2 separate regions of the Bos taurus genome follow, and region 1 is linked to region 2. A link is a contact called in public Hi-C data. All regions are on one chromosome and are shown on one strand. The core of a region is the stretch at or near the end of the contact, and the rest is flanking DNA. Distances in the headings are between cores, read along the strand shown.

Evidence for each region. Hi-C and Micro-C count contacts between places; a contact is called where the count stands out from the background.
Region 1: a contact with region 2 is called in a Hi-C map of skeletal muscle, with 4 times the contacts expected there. The contact joins the promoter of COL4A1 here to the enhancer-like site in region 2. A contact is called at or near these places in 2 of 11 Hi-C or Micro-C datasets (liver and skeletal muscle).

Annotation. Positions count from the first base shown.
Region 1 is chr12:84,992,842-84,998,192 of ARS-UCD2.0, forward strand. It overlaps COL4A1 (collagen type IV alpha 1 chain), which reads right to left and starts at 2,936. Exons shown (of 52, transcript NM_001166511.3): 1 at 2,837-2,936. The coding sequence starts at 2,920. COL4A2 (collagen type IV alpha 2 chain) reads left to right here and starts at 3,331. Exons shown (of 48, transcript XM_059892323.1): 1 at 3,331-3,419; 2 at 3,709-3,796; 3 at 3,899-3,953. The coding sequence starts at 3,753.
Region 2 is chr12:84,925,747-84,930,797 of ARS-UCD2.0, forward strand. All of the region lies in intron 2 of COL4A1 (collagen type IV alpha 1 chain), which reads right to left. Among named protein-coding and RNA genes, the nearest start is that of COL4A1, 68 kb to the right of the region's middle. Within about 2 kb of position 3,770, at least 23 of the 102 cell types and tissues checked have an H3K27ac peak or open chromatin away from gene starts, as enhancers often do. A contact at or near this core is called in skeletal muscle, where this site is marked.

The sequences.
Region 1 (5,351 bases), core at 1,686-4,185, 66 kb after region 2:
CCCAATCCAGGGATTGAGCCCTGGTCTCCCGTAGGTGAATTCTTTACCATCTGAGCCACCAGGGAAGCATTAACACACACATTCACAATTCTGTGAGTGTGCACTCACACACAAGGGTTGCACACTTTTCTCCTGGTTGGTACGAGAGGCAGCCCAGATGTGAAGAGCGTGATGGTTTAGACTCTGTCCTCACCAAGCCCCCTCCAGGGACTGGATTCATGGTGCTGTCTCGGGAACTAAGTCAGAAATCAGCCTTCTCATTTAACTGACATTCCCAGAAGAACGTGGGCCACGCTCCCATGGGAGTTCCACCTCCCTTTGCCCAAGTTCTAGGTCACTCAGGCCCAGAAGAGTGACTAATGGTCTAGAGATGCCAGCACCCTAGGCAGGCATCACCACGCTTTGGAGAAGTTCACATGTCTGATCCTGAGAAGTAATCTGTCAAGAAGCATCACAAGACCAGTCGGAAAGGGGGCGTCTGGAGGCTGCAGAAGGAAGGATTTATTCAGCTCCTGACTGCGTGACTCAGAACAGAGGACCCTCAATCATAACTTTATGGGCAGATTTTTCTCTTGGGTCTGCATCTTACTCCTCCATTCTTGCCTAAGAAAGAAAAGTTAGGGAGGAGTGTGGTGATGAGAAAAAAAAAATCCCTGACTTAGGAAACCTGCCCGCTAGTAAATGAACAGTATGGCCATAGCACGTAGGACCCAACATCAAACCAAACACCTTTCTTGTGCGTAATAGTAACAGCAGCCTGTGCCTGACACACCGTAGGTGGTGTTTGTGTGTGCCAGTGCAGGCAACACAGGCTCAGATACTCCAGGAAAGCCGACAGTCCAAGAATAAATCAGTTGTGCCGGCTTCTGAATTAGGATCTGGTCTATGGGCAGCATCTTATCATTAGAAATGCATTTTTAAATGATATTTTGCTCAGACCAATATGGAAATTATTCCACTGTTTGGTACTCTTAACAGTTGATTTTGGAAGGAGGTAAGTTTAAAAAATAAAAAAAAAATTACTGATGGCATGAAAAGTGAGACCAATTTTAAAACTACCCAGATATTATTTTTAAATGGATTTTCTCATACAGAGATAAGCTATTTGCATATTAACACATTTTCTCTCTCTTGGTTAAACCAGGAAAAAAAATATGACAAAATGATAAGACCCATGAAGTTAACTGGTGATCAGAGGGTGTCCACCTGCCAGATGTCTTAAAACATAACATGAGATGTGAGGGATAAAGCAAAACCAAGACAGGAACATGCACTTGGGCTTTAAGAAAAATTCAAGGAAAGTGAAATAATCCCAAACTCAACACCAATGAGTTTGGCTTCTCACTCACTGAGTGGCTCCTGCTTCACACTCCAGGCTAATTAAAAAGCCGCCTCTTACGATGGGCTTGGCTTTGCTAATATCATCAATAGGAAAACTCAAGTGCAAACAGAGCTTCATATTCCAAACAGAGAACTTCTCTCATTTCCCTGCCACCTCTCCTTGGAAGTGTGAAATCTTTGCGTCAGAAGCTCTAGACCCAAATAAAGAGTTCAAGAGCTGCCTCTGTTGGAAGCATTTTGTCATCATGACCAGAGAGCGTTTCAATAACCGACTAGGGTGCTGGCTGGCCTCTGGGCTGCAAGAAAAAAATCTGAAGCTAACCGCTAGTGTCGTTCCCTACCCAGTGACAGCAGCCAGCCAAGAGCCAGACTCAGTTCCAAGGTATGTATGCATATTGTCAGTTCATTCCGGCAAGTAACAGTTCATCATTTATATATAATCAAGTCAGTGAGCTTCATTCTTCCTTAAGAGAAGGAAAAACAAAAAAACCTGAGAGCCAAATTATGTGAAACAGTTAAAGAGTAAGTGGGAAATGCCAAAAGCAGTAACATCATTTTTAAATAGTTGGGGGGTGGGGGGGAAGCCACACCTTCCTGGGGTTCTGTCTGCAAGTCTGTGACGGTGGGGAACAGCTGAGGTCTCGGGGGAAGGAAAAAAAGTAAAGAACAGCAGCACATCAGGGATCGTCCAAAGCTGGACGCCTCCACTCTTGCAAGCCTCAGTCCCAGATCCTTTCTGGGCAAACACACAGCCCGAGGAAACGAAAACTAGCAAAACAATCTCTGCACAGAACAATAGACGGAGTTTCGTTTTGGTTTCACACTCAGATATAACGTGGTTTCAATTTTTTGTTGTTGTTGCTATATTAATAAAACTCATAGAGTGGAATTTGGAAGCGTTTGAAAGCTGGAGGACAGAAAGGCCCGCCGCTGCTCCTTAGCGTGCTTCGGCGACAGCAAAGTCGTGGGAAAGCGAGAAGACAGCTGTTTCCAGGCAAAGGGCCCAGGACTGTTCAGCATCAACCACCAGAGTCTCCAAAGCTCCAGAGAAACACGCCCAGAGCGACGCCCGGGCACATGTGTGGGGCTCCGAACAGCACGGGGCGCGCCTGTCCGCCCTTCCCGCCCCGGCCCCCTCGGGCGCCCGGCGCAGGTGAGGGCGCCCAGCGGCCAGGCGAGCCCGAGGTGTGAGTTCAAGTCCCGCGGACTCCCGGGTACCCTCACGCCGCGCGGGGCGCAACAAGCTTTGCTCTCTCGCTCCCGTCCCGAGGAGTCCCCTGACTCGCCCACAACAAAGGCGGCTCCCTAAGGCGTGCGCCATCGCAGCCCACGGGGGTCCCCGGCGGGGACCGGCCGGGAGAGTGCTCCTGGCGGCGGCGGCGCGCGCGCGCGCGACCCCCGGGCCCGGAGGGCGGCTCCGGCCGGGGACAAAGGGGCCGCGCGGGGCGCCGGGGCGCGGGGCGGGACGCCGGCAGCCCAGCCGGCCGGGACTCACCTTCGCGGCGGCCCGGCTGCTCTCCTCGTGGAGCAGGAGCGCGGCGAGCAGCAGCAGCAGCCAGACGCCGAGCCGGGGCCCCATGGCGGCGAGCCCGGGGCGGCGGGGACCGGCGCGGGGCGGCGAGGGACGGCAGAGCCGGCGGCCGGGCTCTCGCGGGCGGCGGCGGGCGGCTCACTCTGGCAGGGCCGGGGCTCGAGCGCGGCGCACCGTCCCGGGCGCGGCGGCTCGCGGCGGAGACCTGAGCGCGGCCAGGCGAGCTCCCCAATTTGTTGGCGCTGCCCCTCCCCTCGGCGGCGGGGGCGGGCAACGCCTCAAAGGGGGAGGACCCTGCGGCGCGGGTAAGAGGCCGCCGAGCGCGCGGCCGGGCGACTGTGGCCGCCGCGCGCCGGGACGCAGGGCTCTGCGCTCGGCACCCGCCGCCGCCCGCCGCGCGCCCCGCGCTCGCCTACCCGGCCGAGCTCCGAGGGCAGACGCGCGGGCCCGAGGCCGGCCCCGGAGGGCGATCGCGCCGCTCTTGCCGCCCGCGGCGCTGCCGGAGGGCGGATGCGAGCGGACCGCCGCCGCTGAAGCCAGGCCCGAGGTGAGAGCCGCCCCGAGACGCCGGGACCCGCCGGAGGGCAGGGACGCGGGCGCCCGGTGCCGCCGGGGGCTGCACGCTTGGCTCTCGGAGCGGGCAGGGGAGAGGCGATGGGGCGGCCGCTGCGGAGCGGCCCCAACCCGGGCCTGGGGGGGCAGGCTCCCCTCTCCCCGGCGGGGTCGCAGGGCGGCTCTCGGTCCACTCCCCGCTTTCCTCCGTCTTGCGATCGGAGGCGGGCGGCGAGGATGCCCCCTCTCCGGCCAGGCTAAGCCCTCTTTGTCTCAATTTCCAGGCTCATAGGGACCGATAGGAGCCCAGAGGGGCCCGACTGGGAGCATGGACAGAGAGCTGCGCGCCGCCGCGCGCCCTGCCCTACGGCGGTAAGCGACTTTCTGCCCGGCCCCTGGGTCCCGCGCGCGCGTCCTTTTAGGAACTGCCACGCCGGGGCCACGCACTCACGGAGCTCTTCCTCTCCCACCCAGGTGGCTGCTGCTGGGGGCCGTGACCGTGGGGCTGCTGGCCCAGAGCGTCCTGGCGGTAAGTCCTGACTCTTGTTCTGGGCTGATTGGCGAGCCGGAGAGAATCTTGGCTCTTGGGTCACCATATTGGCACTTGGTTGGGTCACCGAGTAACCTTGCCAGAAGGCAACTTGTGCATGCTCACCTGAGCGTGGGTCTGTGTGTGTGTGTGTATGTGTGTGTGTATACGCGCGCTCCCGCTCCCCTTGTGTGCTTGTGTGTCTTGGGCAGCCGGTACCAAGCCCAGGCTTTGAGAAAGTTCGCCTTCCCCGAGGACTCTGGTTTGCCTTCTCTTGGGTTCCCCTTCAATCCTGTGCGTTACAGGCCTCGGCTCATCCTTGGGAACCAATAATTAAAAACATGACCCGCCGCATCCTTTCCCCTTGTTTGAGCAAAGCCAGTCGTTAGAAGCAAAGCTTGGCCTTAGGGTCTCTAGGCAGTCAGACACGTGGTTCCCAGGCGCCAGGCTTGGAAGGAGAATGGCCTGTGTGGCATCAGAAACTGGTGTGGGGTCCTGCCCTTGGCAGAGTTTTCTTGTCCTTTTGAATGAGGGGCTCTGGGAGGAGGGGGGCAGGAGGACCTGGGACTTCGTACTCCTGGAAACTGGGAGAGGGAACAATGGCAGAAAGTACCGTTTTCTTGCAAGATGTGCCCTGGCCAGGCACGAGCCAAGGTGGGGCTGTTAAGGCTCCCACCAGGGACCCTGTTTCCCGAGTGCCTCCCCTCAAGCCCTGCCTTTCGAAATGACTCTGTGAGCATTGTTCCTGCGCCATGATTGCACTGTGGGATGTTGTGCCCTGTCACCGGAGCCGCTTCGCTTGAGCTCCGTGTGGTGTGGCTGGGCTGTCGCAGGTCTGCTGGTTGCTTTCAGTTGAGGACCCAAATGTTTAAGGTGGGACTGAAAATCGAGGAGACTTACCAGGGTCCTGGATTCCCCTTCTCCTCTGTCTGCTGGAATATCGGAGCATCTGGTGTCCGGGGGGCTCCCCTGAGCGCCTCCCCCCTCCCCCCCTTCCCCGGCATCCCCACTCTGAGTAGTGGAGAGCTGTGTTCATGGCTTGGTTTAAATTCTGTTATTTCAACATTTTTCCGTCCTCATGTGACACAGCCAAGGATTTTTGCAGACTGAGAGCGAGGAAGCACTGTCCAGCCTGGGGAGGAACCTGGAGCCTCACCTTTCTGCCATCTTCTCCTCCAGGTCAGGGCCCAGATTGGGAGTCAGAAGAGAACTCCGTAGACTTTGACCAGAGGGTTCTAGGCCAGTTTTCTTCCAGCTCAGGCTGTGTCTCGTTCCTTTCCACACATCCCAGATTTAAGATCAGAGACTAGATATTTGAACCAGCCCATCGACCCTTATGAATCCTTATGCACACATGACATGCAAGACTTGGCTCAGAGCTGGGAGCGGGGGCAATAC
Region 2 (5,051 bases), core at 2,520-5,019:
AGGAGGAGGCAAGATCTACCTACAGCTGGGGACTGGCCTGGCAGGGGCGGGCCTTGCCTCAAGTGCCCAGAGTGGCACAAAGCCACCTTGGCGGGGCCTCAGAGGCCTCAGGGGGCTGAGAACCTGCCGGCAACACTGCACCTTCAACAGCACTAGTGCCTCTTCAGTGTTAAAAGTCCCCTGTTCTCGTGCTCACTCGCCTTTATCAGAATCCTGTGTCCTAACTTACAGACTGTGGGGGAGGAGGGAGCCTGAAGGAACACAATTGTTGCAAACAAAATAACAACGGGAGGTCAGGAGCTTTTGGAGTTTAGACAAGGAAAAATGCATCACTTTTCTCAAAAAGACGCTTACCCTGAGGCTTAAAGACAGGCACTGTATGTCATCACCAAATTTTAGGAATGCCAATTAGTACACAATGTCTAAACAGTCCTTGGAGGGTTTTCTTGTTACCAGCGCTAAGGATGTTATTAAGTTGAACTTGAAAATGAACGTGGGTGTGTGACAAGGTTCTGGAAGTGCGTGCATCCTGAACAGAATTAGGGCACATAAAAGTCAGGAAATGCCACAATCTAGGTCAGGGAGGGCTTTTTTTAAAGTCTGTGCTAACAGTAAATACGAAAAATGCAAAAGGACTATTCTGACAATAACAATCATCATTACTAACACAAAAGGCATGCAAGGTGTTCTTTAGGGTTAACCTTTAGAGGAACTGCCAATTGGCAATGAAGAAAATGTTTTCTTAAAAAAACGTTCAATGCATTTATCTATTAAAGCTGGGTTTTAGAGGTACCCTACCAGGGGCATTCCCTGGGCCCCCACACCCGGCACAGAGAGCACACAGTAGGTGCTCGCTAAATATTTTCATGAGTGAGTAAGGAAACAAAATGTTTAAGGTTCCAAAGAAGTAATACAAACCAACCCAAAGAGCACAGGTTTAGGGATTCCATGTCTAACCTGACCACAAAATAGGCGCCTCTGCCCCGGGTGAGTGAGCGGAGCTTTGGGGAGCCCTACTCTGCAGTCTCATGCTTAACTGATGATGCCGTGTGACGAGGAAGAACTCCGACTTAGGAAGCAAAAGATTTCAGTCCTGGCTGGAGCATCGATCACATGGACTCCCTGAAAACCCGTGTCGCCCTCTTAAGATAGGACCCTGCCTCTGCCCCTTTCCCATGGGATCTCCTAAGAGTCAGATTTGGTTTGATGGAGTTTTCAGAGTGACCCTGCATTGCCTCAAACACTGAACAAATGTTTACAAATCAGGCCCTCCTGACAGTGGTCCATTTAAACACATCCCTTTTGCTTCTGTCTTTAAGCTTCCATGTCTGTGAGGTCCACGGCGTTTCCTATACGGCCACAAAGTATTTTAAAAGAGAATGAAAATGCAGTGTCGGTCTCTTTTTTGATGCTATCGGTCATGACCCAAGAATTATCTCATTCTTGTTTTTGTGGCTAAATTTAACGTAGGAAACTCAGCATTTCTTGAGTATTTAGCAAAACATGACAGGTGTGGGAAATTCCTCCCTTATCTTATGCACAGGGTTTCTCGGTTTTTCCTTAATGAGCATGTTTGCTAGTAATTCCTTTCGAGGCCAGGGCATCATATTTACTCTCTGGTGTCAGCCTGAGTCCTTCTGAGGCCAGCACGTCACCAGCTCATCCCACTGAGATGACGGAGGCCCCGGGACCCTCCTCTTCTGTGTATTCCGTGAGGACCTGAGGAACACGTATTCAGATGCCTCAAATGATTTCCTTTCCCTCCAACCAAGCTCCCTGACTGTTATCACATGGCTAATAACACTTGCCCCAACATGCTGCAATAATGTCAAGACTTCATTAATCAAGATCAGAACAGGGCCAAGGAGGTTAAGACATGACGAATCGATTCCGCATGTAATGCAACACAGCACGGGCCAGGCTTGGGTTTCACAAAACCGATTAGCACAGCCTCCTCAATGAGAAAGAGCCATGCTAACGATCCTCATTAATAACCGAATTTTAACCTGTTTTCAGTAAAGACCACAGTATGTTTTAAAACATATGGTGCCTTCAGGAAAGAAATGGAGCATGATGTTGAAGGCAATTTTTTGGTCAAGAATGATTTTAAAACTGAATAGTTAGTAAAAGTATTGTTGTTGTCATTTAGTTGCTAAGTTGTGTCCAACTGTTTTGGGACCCCATGGACTGTAGCCCACCAGGCTCTTCTGTCCGTGGGATTTCCCAGACAAGACTAATGGAGTGGGTTGCCATTTCCTTCTCCAGAGGATCTTCCCAATCCAGGGATCGAACTCACGTCTCCTGCATTGGCAGGGGGGTTCTACACCACCACTGAGCTACCAGGGAAGCCCCAGAAAAAGCATATGATTGCATAATCAATCCCAAATAAGGGTGCATAAATTAACACAACAAATAGCTCCTTCTTAAATACTTACAAAGAGCCTTCACTTTAATGTGTTCACAAAATCAGCAGTGTGTTTTCAAAAGATAATGTGGGCACACGTTTTTACCCAGGGGCATGGCCAAATTATTAAAAAATTTAAATAAGCAGTATCTTATTTAATGCTATTTTACTGTGTTTATTTTTCAGAGGCGTTTAAGGTTCAATTTATATGACAGTTTCCTGTTTTCTTAATTCTAAGATACTTAATGCCAACAGATTAAAACATTACACTCTTTGGCTAGGAGCTAAATTGCTGAAACAGGCAAATCACATTATAGTCTGTAAATTAGGAGATATTAATGTTCCCATAAAAAAACAGAGAACAGATTATAGAGTATTAAAACTGTGTGACATTTTCCCATGTATCCTGTATTTAAATTTAACAAATCAACTTGAAGACAGATGACCCAGTGGATAAGTGTGTTAGAGAAAGACAGACAGGATGGAAGGAGGGGGAAGGGGGTGCTTGAAGGTCAGACCCAACCTCTGGCCATGCTCCTTCACATTCTGCAGGGGGTCTGTGTCATCCAGCAGAACCACAGGGGCAATTTCTCTTTGGCCACAGGAGGCTGATCAGTCAAGCACCCTGAGGTGGCCTTCCCTTCTCTCTCCTACTCCAGATATGAAATTGCCAACTTTGTAAAAACTCCTAGGCTCCCACAAGAATTCCAAGCCAGGGGGAGCCCCGCAGACATTCCAAGAGGACAAACAGGCTTCCAAACTCAACGATTCTCTGCGGGGAGGACCAGCACCTACAGGGAGAGATGGCTGAGAAGCAACCAGCTCACAGCTACTTGATGTTCCACGCCAACGGACCGCAGCTGACCACCTGGGTGCAGAATCTCAGAGGAACAAATATGACAGGGACAGGGAGCTGGCCCTACCCCAGGGGCTCGTGAAGAGCCTCGTGGAGCGCGCCCAGCCTCCCGGCTCCCTCCCTCTGCCCCAGAAGCAGAGCCTAGCCTGGCGACCTCAGGCTCCGGGTGCAACGTTGGGGTCACCCACGGGGAAGGGGTCTGGAAAGCGGGACGAGGTGGGACAAGGTGGGACGAGGGGACAGACACCGCTCCCTGCGGCCACACACTCACAGCTAACACCGTGCAAGTGTCCTGAGACTTTTAAAAACAGAAAAAAGGGAGGGGAAGACCCAGGGGACTCAAGAACTGCTACCTTTCACATCAGCAGGCTGGAGAAGTGAATGAGGAAGGCGCGGGAGCCAAACGCCATGAATCACATTCCTGCCCTCTCGGCATACATCACTGAGAAAGCATTCGAGGCTGAGGACATGTCTGCCTGAAAAGTGCCAGCCCGTTAAGGCCTGACCTTCCGCGCGCAGATCAAGGGAGCCTCTGACCTTGACTGCATACCAGCAAGGCCCAGTGGTGCTCTGACTGCATACCACGGCTCCTTCTGGTAAATTACGCTTTAGAAAGGGCAGCATGGCAAAGCTGTATGAAACCCTAGCCTCTACAGGGCAGCCCTGAAATCAGAGACAGTAGATGCGTGGATTCTGAAAGTTTAAGAGCTCCGAGTCCACCTTCTCCCTGTTGGAGATTTAGATCAAAATGCCAAGACTCCTTTTCAGGTTGAAAAACCCATCCCAATCACAAGGACCCAGATGAACACAGCTGCCATGAGCCAGATCCTTAGAGGGCCAGCCCATGAGAGGCAGGTCCGGCATCGGAGAAGCTGCTCGGGACACACACCCCCGCCCCACAAAAGGCTGGGCTCCCCGGGACCCTCTCTGAATCCACACTGCTCTGGGTGCCTCCCACCGACCGCTTCAGATAGCATGGCTGCCTCTTCTCTTCAAGTTGTCTGGGCCCCCACCCCACCGGCTCTAACGTCACCCTCCTGACTTGGTCCCCTGGAGTCCCCATCACATCCCGGAAGAGTCTTGGGCAGCGACCTCCAACATTGCCCATGAAGAGAGAGGAAAAGCCCCCGGCTAGAAGCCCAACTGGACCACAGGGGACAGAGGGGTTGGGGGTTGGGGTGGGGGAGGGATCTAGGCAACAAGGGTGTGTGCACATGTGTACACGCCTGTGTGGGGTGTGTGTGCACGGAAGCAGGGGAGATACGGGGGGGAAGGCAGGCCCCAGGGACGTGCAGCAGGGACGCAGCACGGAAGAACAGGTGCGCCCGTGCAGATGCTCAGCCTGGGGGGCACATGGCCTGGGGGGTGGGGCAGATGGGCAGAGCTCCAGAGAAGGACAGAGGAGAGCCATGTGGCCTGCGTGGGGAGGCGGGTGAATGCCAGGAGCCAAGGTGGAGGGCACCGGAGCATCTTCAGAGCCCTGGGGGTAGGGACGCGGCCCCCAAGACCTCAGCCCCAGCGCCCACCCCCAAAGCCCGGATCCACGGGGCCCTGGAAAACCGAGGCATCAGTGGGGACCCGCATCCAGCGTCTTTAAAACAGAGTATCGCTCTGCTCATGATCCCAGATGTTCTTCCGAAAGTTACTGTTAGCTTTTCTGGAAGTTTTCCTCCAGCCGTAGATCACGTCTGCCCCAGCAGGCAGGGCGTTCCACGAGCTGTCAAGTCAGGGCCTCCTACAAGAACGGGGCATCCAGCAGCCAGAGCGGGGAGGAGCCCGGGAGCCGGGCCA